Regions from separate parts of the Ovis aries genome. Here region 1 is linked to region 2. A link is a contact called in public Hi-C data. All regions are on one chromosome and are shown on one strand. The core of a region is the stretch at or near the end of the contact, and the rest is flanking DNA. Distances in the headings are between cores, read along the strand shown.

Region 1 (6,946 bases), core at 1,007-3,506, 260 kb before region 2:
TGTCCCAGGGGTCCAAATTTTAACGTCACATGTGCAATAATTTGTTTAGCATTAAACTAAACCAGTTTGATGAACTCAAATGCCCTCGGCTCAATAGGCAGGACTCTCCGAGGAGCCTGTGTTACTTCCCTCACTTAAGCGCAGATTTATAATAAAAATCTTAATGCCAGTGACATGGTTTTTGGACACATAAGAACCTAAGCACTTGGAGAATCATATTTGAGAGGTCAGAAAACTCCACAGTTAAAGATCGGTGTATAATTTACTAAGAAAATAGAAAGTTTTGTTTCTCTGAGTCGAAATTTGACGAGCACGGCGGGAAATATTGCAGGTTTTTGGCATAAGGTTTTGTGCTTTACTCATAATTTGAGACCTACGTGAAGCCTGAGGCTTCGGGGATCACTTTCTGAGAAAAATCGGGCAATTCGATGCACAGAATTTTGATATTTTTGGCATTTTTTGAGGTGTAACAAACACAACTCGGGATCCGAGAGGACACTCTGCGGCTGCCAGCGAGGCGGGCTGGACAGCGCACCAATCACGGCGCAGCTCCGCCCTATATAAACGGGCGGGCGCAGCGGCGCGGCCCGAGTCCCGGCCAGTACCTCTGCTTCCGGCTCGAATTGCTCTACCCACGCCCGCCTAGAACATGTCCGAGACTGCGCCCGCCGCGCCCGCTGCTCCGGCCCCCGCCGAGAAGACGCCTGTGAAAAAGAAGGCCCGCAAGGCCGCAGGTGCCGCGAAGCGCAAGGCGTCTGGTCCCCCGGTGTCCGAGCTCATCACCAAGGCTGTCGCCGCCTCCAAGGAGCGCAGCGGCGTGTCTCTGGCTGCGCTCAAAAAGGCACTGGCGGCCGCTGGCTACGATGTAGAGAAGAACAACAGCCGCATCAAGCTGGGTCTCAAGAGCTTGGTGAGCAAGGGCACTCTAGTGCAGACCAAGGGCACCGGGGCTTCCGGCTCTTTCAAGCTCAACAAGAAAGCGGCCACTGGAGAAGCCAAGCCCAAAGCCAAGAAGGCGGGTGCGGCCAAGCCCAAGAAGCCCGCAGGAGCAGCAAAGAAGCCGAAGAAGGCCACTGGGGCGGCAACCCCCAAGAAGAGCGCCAAGAAGACCCCAAAGAAGGCGAAGAAGCCTGCTGCGGCTGCAGGAGCCAAAAAGGCAAAGAGTCCGAAAAAAGCGAAAGCAGCCAAGCCGAAGAAGGCGCCCAAGAGTCCAGCGAAGGCCAAAGCGGTGAAACCCAAGGCGGCTAAACCAAAGACCGCCAAGCCCAAGGCAGCCAAGCCAAAGAAGGCGGCGGCCAAGAAGAAATAGGAAGTTCCTTTGGCCTCCGGCTTCGAAGCTCGACACAACCCAAAGGCTCTTTTCAGAGCCACCCAAAGATCTCGGGAAAAGAGCTGTTGCACACTTAAGGGGGCGTGGTCGGGCGGAAGAGGCAGCAAGTGGAGGGCGGGCCTCGCGGGGGTGGGAGGTGGTTCTTAGCAGAGTTCCGTAAAACGTGAGAGTGCTAGCGAACCCTGGAATTGCACGGGTAATCGGTTTGCGCCTAACTAGTTGAGCATGTACAAGGCTCACAGAACAGTGGGCTGGTTTGACGCAAATTCCCAACGCTGCCTCAAACGGCACGGTAAAATAGAGCCCGAGTTTGGGGAGAAAGTAATTCTCCGTATTTAACAGGCGCTATGTTCTATAGGGTTTTACAAGAGATGGTTAGTCATTGAATGGGTTGCAATAATTCTTCTGGTAGAGGACGAAGAAAACGGGTTGTGAATTTTATTACAGGGTGACCCAGTCCACATGGTGGTGGCTACGATGGGTAGTTAGCTGTCCATTAGTTACCTGCCCCGAGGCGCAGGATACTGTTTTTATCGAGCTTGCCCACCAGCCCCGAGGACATTAAGATGGCCACTAGGTGCGGGCCCGAGCCAGAATCAGCGTTACACAAAGGAACAGAGAAGTTGCCTTTAGTTACAAACCTAAAACTAGCATGTTCCCAACTACTTGCATCTGCTTGCTGTGAAATACACAATACAGGCTTCTGAAGAGGCTATTTATACTAGCTATGGGTAAGTCTAGTCTAGGCTCTGTGATTGGGTCAAAGCAAAGTAACAAAGCAGCCAATGAAAAGGTAGACCTGTTAGACTCATTTACATTCGTGTTTATGACGCCACAATAAAATTAATCCAATCCTGAGCGAGATCTTACGAACCTCATTTGAATACCGCGTCTATAAATAAATGTGGCCTCACTCGAGGCAACTATTTTCCCAGCTGTTACTGTAACTATTCCAGTTTATATCGGTAAGATGCCTGAACCCACCAAGTCAGCTCCTGCCCCAAAGAAAGGCTCGAAGAAGGCAGTGAGCAAGGCGCAGAAGAAGGATGGCAAGAAGCGCAAGCGCAGCCGCAAGGAGAGCTACTCCGTGTACGTGTACAAGGTGCTGAAGCAGGTCCACCCGGACACTGGCATCTCGTCCAAGGCCATGGGCATCATGAATTCATTTGTCAACGACATCTTTGAGCGCATCGCGGGTGAGGCGTCGCGTCTGGCGCATTACAACAAGCGCTCGACTATCACATCCAGGGAGATCCAGACGGCCGTACGCCTGCTGTTGCCCGGGGAGTTGGCCAAACACGCCGTGTCCGAGGGCACCAAGGCCGTCACCAAGTACACCAGCTCCAAGTAAACATGCCAAGTAAGCGTCTTTACACCTAACCCCAAAGGCTCTTTTAAGAGCCACGCATGTTTTCAGCAAATGAGTTGTAATCCTTTCATTACAAAGGCTATATTCCTATTTCTACCAAATTTAAATCTTCACTAGCATTCTTTACGGTTCTATTGCATCTGCGTAAGAATTACTATGGGCAAGCTAGACAATACGTGCTACTACTCATTGCATGCCCACTACAGGTAAGTAGTTACATAGAACCATGATACCACGAAACCATTTATCAATTTGCCCTGAAAATGCCCTTTAAGGTACAGCTTTCTTTTCCGTACTTTGGTCTTCAAGTTGATCCTGACGGTGACCCGGACTTTGGCGATGAACCCTCACCCAGAATACGAAAGAGCGTGCTCTTACCAAGTTCATTCTGCTCAGAGCTTTTACATTTTTCTTTTTTCTGCATTTTTAAACCACAGATACATGTATTTCCGGGGGTGGGGGAATGCTGAAAACTGAATTTTCACAAAAATGTTACAGAGGTTTTTTCTGGTTTCCTTGCTTTGGAATTGGTGCAGTTTCTGCGGTGAGGAGGAGCCTACGCTGTATCCTAAAGGCGGAAAAGAAAAGCAAAACGAAGCCTTCAAATCCTGTCAGCTGCTATAATTTCTTTCCCAGAAAGTCCTATTTAATTTGTAGTCCTCTGGGGGCAGCATTCAGCTTTAAAGTATTCTGGGTCTCAGATGTCCGGTTATCATTCTCTCCATCGGTAAAGGAGTCTGTCTACTCCGCTCAGGCCCCATTTTGAGCACTCCTGCTTTCCCGGGTGTCCCCAAGTATCAAGGGCAGGGAGGAAGTAGAAAGGAAAGGAAAACCCTTCCTGGTAGAATGTGTACTAGGTAGGATAGAAATAAGCGCTTTCCCTAGTGGGAAATAACATTTTGTCAAGAAGATAAATCTGAAGAGGCTGGGACGGGGGCGGGGGGGGGGGGGGGGTGCGGCGCGGGGCGGCGCGCTAGGAGGGAGTGGCCGGGAGGAAAGGAATCAGTAGAGGTAACCAAGAAAATTGCCAGGTAGATGAGCATGGGCTGAGGATGAAGCAATGAAGACCCAGTATGAAAGTAAGGAACACTCAGTCCGAGGGCCTTGGCCCATGTGAAACCCTAAGCACCTCTGCTGATTTTTACCCAAATCTGAGCTTTGTTTTTTAGGCTGTTATATGAAGTCTGGCCATGGTGGGGAGCATAAGAACTTTCCCAGTGAAGCTGAGACACCAGACCAAAAGGAACTAGAGATAAATACACACATTCATTCACAGTAGATAATGGAGGGCAAAGAATGTCCTGAAACTTGGTGCTGAGCAAGTAAACTCCACTGCTGAGAATCTGGAATACAAGCCAGGCTTCACACTTTTTTTGTTTCAGCGTGAATATAATAAAATAGGGATTCAAAACACCTAGGCTGAGAATTTAATTTAGAAATATCCCAAACTGTTTTGGTGCTCCTTGGGCACCTGGTAAAAGCAAATACAAATCCTCTCTGAAAGGGTAAGCTTCATTTTAGGCCTTAATAAATCCCACAGATATATAGCCAAGAAAATGAAAGAGCAGCTTCACAACCAAAATTAGCCAAAGACGCCATGACCAAGAACAACAGACAATGGAAACCAAAGCACACATTAACAGATACAAACTTCAAGTGACTAATATATTTCCAAACAAAACCTGAACTATGGGAAGGATAGAGAATACAAGGATAGGAAGAGAATACAAAAAAACGATCACATGGTTTTGAAGAAAACAAATATTTCTAGAACTATTTGTTTTCTATATAGAGATCAGAATTAAAAGCTTACTGGATGAGCTTAATAGTAAATTAGACCCAATTGAAGAATTTTCATGAATAGCAAACCAGATCTCAAGGAATTATCCAAAATGCAGAGAGAGGGATGTAAAAATGAGTTTAGGAGATCTGGAATGGGTAATAAAATTGTGTGGCATGCATCCAACCATAGTGGCAGGACAAACAGAAAATGATGCAGATGTGAGATTTAAATGATTTAAATGATCAGGGCCGTAATTTTTTAGAATTGATGGATTACTCATAAAATGTAGTGAAATGATATTACAAATAAGGGTTACTGTGTGACACTGAACTAAACCCTATACATTCTTACAAATTTAATGCTGATTTTCTGGGTGGACATATGGCATCAGATCAAAAAGCACTGTTTGAAATTCTAACATGGGGTGGAGGGGAGTGATTATTTACATGCATTTTGTATCTTGCTAATTACTAACTTCTGTTAATGTTAATATCTAATGGATTATCTTGACTTTCATTTCATATAATACTATCATTAGCACAGAAAAAAAAAGTTTGATATCCTTTCCAATAACAATTTCTCTTTATCTTTTATCAAATTATTGTGTTAGCTAAAATCACAAACTATCCCATGTTAGACATGCTAACAGATGTCACCATTTCTTCCTCCTTTTCATGGAACTAGCTTTGGTAGTTTGTGATTTATAATAATACATATGCATGTGTGTGTGAGTAGTCTTTATCGTATCGATGTAATTTCCTTTTAATTCTATTATGAGTTATTAGGAGTGATTTATGGATTTTTGGCATCTGATGAAATAATGTGCTTTTTCTCCTTAAAGCTGTTGCAATGAAGTACACATAGATATTCTAATGTTAATCCATATTTCTAGTTCTAGCCCAAATCTTATTTGGTCATTTTTCTTTTTTTCTTTTGGCTGTGCTGGGTCTTTATTGCTGCTCAAAGGCTTTCTCTAGTTGCAGCAAGTGGAGGCCATTCTTCATTGTGGCAGGTTGGCTTCTCATCGCAGTGGCTTCTGTTGTTGCAGAGTATAGGGTCTAGGCTCACGAGCTTCAGTAGTCGCGGCACATGGGCTTAGTTGTATCTCGGCATGTGGTATCTTCCTGGACCAGGGATGCAACCCACCTTGCTCACAGTGGCAAGCAGACTCTTAACCACTGGACCACCAGGGAAGTCCCTTATTTGGTCATGTTTTATCTTTATCTTAAATAGTGCCTGGATAAATTTTAATATTTTACATGGATATTTAAAATCCTCTACTATTCATACATGAAATCATTCTATGATTTTTCTCTTTTGGGTTTGCCTTCATCAGATTTTGTCCTTAAAGTGATGGTAGCTTCATAAACTTCATTGTGGGGGTTCTCTTTTATTACTTACTGCTGTATAATAAATTATCTCCAAACTGAGCAGCCTAAGTCAATCAATATTTATTATCTCATTCAACTTCTGAGATCAGGAATCCAGAAATGACTTTGTTGTTGTTCATTCACTCAGTTGTGTCCTACTTTTTGCTACCCCATGGACTGCAGCATGCTAGGCTTTCCTGTCCTTCACTTAAATGACTTAATCAGGTAGTTATGACTCAGGGTCTCTGGGGAGTTTGAAGTCAAGAAGTAAGTGAATGCTGCAGTCAACTGAAAGCTTGACTGTAGCTGGGGGATTCCCCAGACAAGTGTCTGCTGGCAAGAACTCAGTTCCTCCAGAGGATGGAAGAGACTGCTTCAAAGCACAGTAGCTGTTATCCCATAGAAAGAGAAATCAGAGAACAGCAGGAATGCCTCTGTGACCTAATTTTGACACACTGACACTTCTGCTACTTTCTATTCATTAGAAGCAAGTCACTTAAATTTGGCATTTATTTAGAAGGGGAATTAGGATCCATCTTTTGAGGTAAGGATATTAAAAGAATTTGTGTATGTATTTTAAAACCACCACATGATTCTTTTTAGTGTCACCACATGATGCTTTAAATCTTGAATGTAAAAGTATCTGTGCTTTAAAGATTACATAGAAATAAGCTCTCAGTTCAGGTCAGTTCAGTTCAGTTGCTCAGTCGTGTCTGACTCTTTGTGACCCCATGAATCGCAGCACGCCAGGCCTCCCTGTCCATCACCAACTCCCAGAGTTCACTCAGACTAACGTCCATCGAGTCAGTGATGCCATCCAGCCATCTCATCCTCTGTCGTCCCCTTCTCCTCCTGCCCCCAATCCCTCCCAGCATCAGTCTTTTCCAATGAGTCAACTCTTTGCATGAGGTGGCCAAAGCACTGGAGTTTCAGCTTTAGCATCATTCCTGCCAAAGAAATAAACTCTAAAATCACCCTAACTTAATACCTTTCCACTTGGTAGATTTTTAGGAATTCCAGCAACATAGACTATAATAGACCACTTTCTACAAAGTCAATAAAACTCCCACGATATGCTGACAGTTCCTTTTTCT
Region 2 (6,390 bases), core at 2,727-5,226:
TAGACACTTTTTTCTAGGGAAAAAGGAAATGGTAATTAGAGGGGGACAGCAGGAAATCGGACGTAATGCAAGAAACTCACCCTAGGTATATAATACTTAGGGAGGAGGACATGGGATGCCGGTAGAATTTTTGTTTAAGATATACATAGAACAATATCCTAACGTCCTAGATGTACAACCCAATGGATTTTAAATATTTATTAAATCCGTGAAAGCAACTACCCAGATCATGACATAGGACCTATTCAGCCTTTAAAAAGACTGCTTTAAATTAATTATACTTTTAAAAAGGAATGCATATTATCATAGCAGAAATCATCTAAATAGACATTAGAAAAGGGAGTCTAAAAGAGACCTTAGACGTGATCCTTCGATAGCTCAGTTGGTAGAGCGGAGGACTGTAGGTACTTGATTCATGGTCATCCTTAGGTCGCTGGTTCGAATCCGGCTCGAAGGAGGAGAGTTTTTGAAAATTACAGGCCGAACCAGGTCAATAGACAAAGATCTTTACCTTCTCAAATGAATGAATTGGATAGTAACTCCGCTTCAAGAAAACAAGTCCCTCTTCTACCCATTTAGGAAAACCTTATCACTCATGGCTCACTTTTGATTGAGAGAGAAGGTGCTAAAGCAGATAGAACAGGAGTAACAAAGCACAACTCTCTAATGTTCAAGGGAATTAATTTTTAAAATACACTTCTATAATTACTACCCATATTAATTTTAGAATATTTCTAGCACCTTTCATGTTTACCTCTATTTTTGAAATAAACAGTCAAAATTACAATACTCAGATAAAAGAATATTTAAAGTATTCTAACAGAGCTCCTCACAGCTCCTTCGATAGCTCAGTTGGTAGAGCGGAGGACTGTAGGAACTTAATTTGTGGTCATCCTTAGGTCGCTGGTTCGAATCCGGCTCGAAGGAGATCTCATTTTAGCAAAAAACCACTGCAAGCCTAAGGGAGAAAGCAATGGTGCCCCACTCCAGTAACCTTGCCTGGAAAATCCCATGGACGGAGGAGCCTGGTAGGCTGCAGTCCATGGGGTCGCTGAGTGTCGGACACGACTGAGCGACTTCACTTTTACTTTTCACTTTCATGCATTGGAGAAGGAAATGGCAACCCACTCCAGTGTTCTTGCCTGGAGAATCCCAGGGCTGGGGGAGCCTGGTGGGCCGCCGTCTATGGGGTCGCACAGAGTCGGACACGACTGAAGTGACTTAGTAGCATTGCAACCCTAAACACGATGACCTTGTAGGAATATATAGATAAATAAACAAGTGAACCTGAGGTAGGCACAGGAAGCTGTCAAAAAAGTTTTTTTTTTCATCTGGGTCGCTAAAGAATCTCCAGTAACTGATTTTTCAAGGAATTGAGAAGGGGTTATGGCAAAGGGGTAGGTCACCCTATCACAATGTTTTCATTTTTCCTAAAGGTTCAAAGGCCCTTTAGAGCTCTCTGTTGAGACTTATGTGAATAAACATTCTATCAATGACAATTTCAAATATACCCAAGGTAAAGAACACAGCATAATTTACCATTGTGGCCATCACAGTAGCAACTGACATCATCTACTCCTGCACAAGACCCACCTCCCTGATTCTTTTAGTCAATCCCCCAAAGTTTTCTCATTTCACTCTTTGTGGCTCAGTATTTTGAAGACTTCGGTGTTAAGAGCTAAAAGTGAAACCTACTTTGTTTCTCTCCCCATTCCAAAACAGTAGGAGGCAACTGGCAGAAAGTTCTCGTCCATAAATGAATGAAACAGGCATATGAGAACTAGAGAAATAGAGTTTGTTAGTCTTTAGAACCACTCCATCAAAGAGCACGTGGCGAGTTAACTTTAGAAAATATACTTGGAGTTCTGTTCAGCAACGACTGTCATCTCGGATTATGACTGTAGGTAGATTTACTACTGCTTCCATCCTCTGGCTTTCTTGGCTCCCTGGTTCCACCGGGATGGGAAATCTTGAGCCACAAATTCGTCCACAGCCCCTTCCAGGAAGCCGGCCCGAGTATTTGTACGCATTCCAGAGCTCGGCGCCTTGCAGTCGACCCCAAGGCGGATGTGGGTCGGAGGAATCTTGGCGCCTTAAGGACACGGGTAGCGCGCACAAACGGACAAGTCCTCCGGCCTCAAGATGAGGGGAGCGAGCCCGGAAAGCGGCCTCGAGTTTGATGAAGGGACCGCTTTCAAGGCCTCGCCATAGTTGGGAACTGCCAGGGCCGAGTCCGTTCTAGCGGGTTGTTCAGCTGATGGAGGTGAAAAAGGAAAGAAGCAGGTTGCTCTGACTGGACTGACTCCATTTTTAAAAGAAAAGGAACTCCATCTTACACCCTCGGCGAACTTTTGGACTGTATATCTGGGAGGCCATGGAGATAAAATACCAGCACACGAACAGGCCTCCCGGGCGGACAAAAACCCAGACCAGGCAGACCCCGTACCTAGACCTCCCCGAGCCAGAAGGAATGCAATGTCCACTATCTAATCAATCACTATCTGTAATCTTAATAATATTTATTGATGTGGGCTTTAGAATGTGAATTTATGGCTAAAACCTGACTGTATCTCTTACTAAGGTTGTCCAGAGCCAGTTTGGGTATGTGAGCTTGGGCCCATACACTTTGGGCACAATAGATTGTCACAAAACTCGGTCGGGGTCCCTGGCTAAAGAGGAAACTCTGCCTCGGACCGCGAGTGTAATAAACTGCAATCCACTATTCACGCTATCCTTCTGAGTGAGTTTGTTTCCCGGAGCTTTTGGCTACATTTCATGCGTTGGCCGGGAAACTCCTCACTGTGAGAGACAAGTCCCATTTGGGGCTACTCCGACGCTTCGCGGCTCTGATCTTCTAGACGGGGTTAAGGCGCCTCGTCCTTCTGTAAAGATTCCACTTCCCCACGCCGGGATCTTTCACGTTAGTGGGTAGTGGACTGGGGCAGGGGAGTTAAGCGCTCACGTAAGGAGATTCCCACCCTGCGGGGTGGAAGAGGGGGCCTGATCAACCCCCTGGGAGGGAATAGGGGACACATTGCTTCTGCTGCTGCTGCTAAGTCGCGTCAGTCGTGTCCGACTCTGTGCGACCCCGTAGACGGAAGCCCACCAGGCTCCTCTGTCCCTGGGATTCTTCAGGCAAGAACACTGGAGTAGATTGCCATTTTCTTCTCCAATGCATGAAAGTGAAAAGTGAAAGTGAAGTCGCTTAGTTGTGTCCGACTCTTAGCGACCCCATGGAGGGGACACACTGACCGTCAAAGTCATAAAGGAGGTGGTGTCCGCGTCGTCTTGGGGTAAATTATTACCAGGCGATTGCGAGAGGGCTTTGGGAAGAAGAAACTTGGTCTTTGTGTGCTTATATTCTGCCCTCCCCGAGGAGGTGTCCCATCTGCTGTGGAATTCATCCCCTCAGGGTTGTCAGGCTTAAAGAAGGAAGATACGCGAGTGAAAACAATTTGACCTTTCCCGAGACCGTCTGGGACGTGGGATATTTAATCCATCTATGTTTTCATCCGCACCCAATCAAGCCCACCAAGGCAGAACGGACTTTCAAAGTGAGAGGAGAAAATAATCTTGGACCACTTGGTGTTCTGGTTCGGCACTGCGGACCTGCAGATGAAGACTCGCCAATTCCCCTTCTAGCAGGAAGGCTCTCCTCACCCCAATTAAGAAGGAGGCGGAATGGCAATATGTGTTTCATTGAGTAGAAATATCAAGAAGTACTTAGGATACCGAGAACTTCGTGGACAGAACGAAAAGGGAAGGAAGAAGAAGGTCCGAGAATGTAAGCTAGATGGGAGGAAGTGAATCTAAGGCAACTGTATTGGAGTGCATGATTAAGAATTTTAAGAAGGAATTTGAAGAAGATTATGGGGTGAACATGACGCCTAACCGATTCCGCATATTCTGTGAGGTTGAACGGCCCTCTATGGGAGTAGGATGGCCACCAGAGGGCACCATGGACTTAAAAACAATAAAAGCGGTCTGCGGTAGTCACCGGAACGCCGGGGCAGCCGGATCAATACCCATATACTGATTCTTGGCTGTGGTTGGCTCGAGATCCTCCCCCTTGGGCAAGACTCTGCATTCAAAAAGAGAGAGGGAAAACATTAATGGCACAAAAATCGACTGATGACAAAAAAGAAATTCTGCAGGATCCGGACGGGAGTGATTTGCCCTCTCTCCCATACTGGATGACGCGCCGGCCACCTAATGCTCACCAGGACCGGAGGCCGCCTTAATGACCACCGATCCAGGGCCTGCTGGGGCTCCACCAGCTGCTCCTGGGCCAACTCCCCCGGAGATCGTAGAACCGCCATTTCGGCAGGCTCCGATCCCGGCGGTAGGAACCTCTAGTCAACGTCCACAGGACTCAGCCTCAGCCGAACCTCCTAAAAAGTATCAGCCTCTCCCGGTGAGTACTGACGGAAAGGGGGAAGGAGACACAGGAATTCGACAGAGGCTGCGCTCCGCCAAAGAGCCGGGGTAAACAAATGCCTCGCAGAGAGCTACAACAGAGTGCAACAGCTCCGGTTCAGGGAGCAGACAGACACTACCACCAGCCTCCCCGAGCCTACTATTACCAACCATTTTCCTCTGTGGACCTACTAAACTGGCAGAAACCCAAGGCATGATCAGGCTGATGGAGACTATTTTTCGAACCTACCATCTTACGTGGGAGGACATAATCCAGCTGCTAGTTTCCCTCTTCAGCACTGAAAAAAGACACAGGATCCATACTGAGGCTAGAAAATGGCTACAAGAAGTGGCCCCCGAGTGTACTGTAAACCCACAGCGGTGGGCAGAACTAGCCAACCCTGATGAAAGGCCCGATTGGGACTATAACACAGAGGCAGGAAGGGGCCACCTTGAGAGATATAGGACGGCTATTTTACAAGGTCTCAAGAGGGCTGCCGTAAGTCTATAAATATGGCAAAACCAACCGAAGTAGTCCAAAAGGAAACTGAAACACCTACTGAGTTATATGAAAGACTATGCAAGACCTATAGACTTTATACACCAATAGATCCAGAGGCAGCTTGGTCTCAAATTGTGATAAATACAGCCTTTGTATCTCAAGCCTACCCTGATATCAGACGCAAGCTCCAAAAGGTAGGCAGAGTATTAGCCATGACCAGCACACAAATAATTGAGATTGCTAATAAAGTGTTCAAAAACAGAGACGTGGAGGCAAAAAAGAAGGCTGAGAAAAAACGGAGAGAAGAAAACAAGAGAGCAGATCAGAGGATGGTGTTACTGGCTGAGGCCTTGGGAAGGCCCCTCCTTGGGCCTTCCTCAATACCTCCACCCCCTCTAAATCAGCCTTGGTCTCCTGGCAAGCCTCCTATAAGGAAGCCCAGGATCGCCCTGCAACCAAATCAATGTGCCCATGCCGGGGCTTCAGCCACTGGAAAAATGAATGCCTTCAGAACAGCTGGGAAAAATAACTGGCATTGATTGTTTTAGGGCTGGCTGAACTGGAGGCTGAATAGGGGTGCCGGGGCTCAAAGACACAAGGTCCCCAAGAGCCCATGGTAAAACTAAAAGTGGAGAACCAAATTATTGACTTTATGGTGAATACTGGAGCAGAAATGTTAGTGGTGACCGAACCGGTGACCCCCCAGAGAAGGCCATTGCTGCAGGAGTAACCAGGGAAAAGCTGATTAGACTATTCTGTCTACCCCCAAAATGCCAGATTGGGGTGGGGGGGGCATCAAGTGACTTATGAATTCCTGTATATTCCTTAATGCCCAGTACCTCTTTGTGGAGACTTGTCATCTAAATTGGGTGCACAAGTGACCTTTCTCTCCAAGAAAGACCCGCTCTCGACCAGCTGTTTACTCTCCCTTTTGGTAACCCCTCAAGATGAATGAAGATTGCATGATCCTTTGGAAGGGAAGCCAGATGGGTTAAACAATCCAAAGAGAGAGCTGATCCAACAATTCCCTGAGGTTTGGGCGAAAGATACACCCCCACCCCGCCCCTGCCTGGGCTTGCCAAACATCAAGCTCCCGTGGTAAGAGAACTCAAACCTGGTGCCATACCAGTCAGGAAATGTCAGTACCCGCTAGCACTGGAGGCCCGAGTTGGTATCCTGCCACATATAAATAGGTTACAGCAGGTGGGCATCATGATTGAATGCCAGTCAGCCTGGAACACACCAATCCTGCCAGTTAAGAAGGAAAGGGGACAGGACTACAGGCCTGTACAGTACCTCAGACTGGTCAATCAAGCAGCGGTAACTCTACACTCCACTGCTGCTAACCTATATACCTTACTCAGCCTCCTCCCACCGAGTGCTAAGATCTATACTTGCCTGTATCTAAAAGACACATTCTTTTATATCCATATTGCTCCGGTATCTGAACCTATTTTTGTCTTTGAATGGGA

The links. A called contact is a pair of places that touch in the nucleus more often than the background predicts.
Region 1: a Hi-C map of omental adipose tissue shows a contact between it and region 2, with 2.2 times the contacts expected there. The contact joins the promoter of LOC101110974 here to the promoter of ABT1 in region 2. A contact is called at or near these places in 3 of 16 Hi-C or Micro-C datasets (blood, hypothalamus and omental adipose tissue).

The regions. Positions count from the first base shown.
Region 1 is chr20:30,779,734-30,786,679 of ARS-UI_Ramb_v3.0, reverse strand. It overlaps LOC101110974 (histone H2B type 1-M), which reads left to right and starts at 2,256. Exons shown (of 2, transcript XM_004019076.6): 1 at 2,256-2,690. The coding sequence starts at 2,301. The coding sequence ends at 2,681. H1-4 (H1.4 linker histone, cluster member) reads left to right here and starts at 587. Exons shown (of 1, transcript XM_012101127.4): 1 at 587-2,188. The coding sequence starts at 650. The coding sequence ends at 1,309.
Region 2 is chr20:30,524,476-30,530,865 of ARS-UI_Ramb_v3.0, reverse strand. ABT1 (activator of basal transcription 1) reads left to right here and starts at 3,976. Exons shown (of 4, transcript XR_009597625.1): 1 at 3,976-6,390. LOC121817403 (a long non-coding RNA gene) reads right to left here. Exons shown (of 2, transcript XR_006057294.2): 2 at 1-4,081. It overlaps TRNAY-GUA (transfer RNA tyrosine (anticodon GUA)), which reads left to right and starts at 838; the gene lies at 838-927. TRNAY-GUA (transfer RNA tyrosine (anticodon GUA)) reads left to right here and starts at 368; the gene lies at 368-457.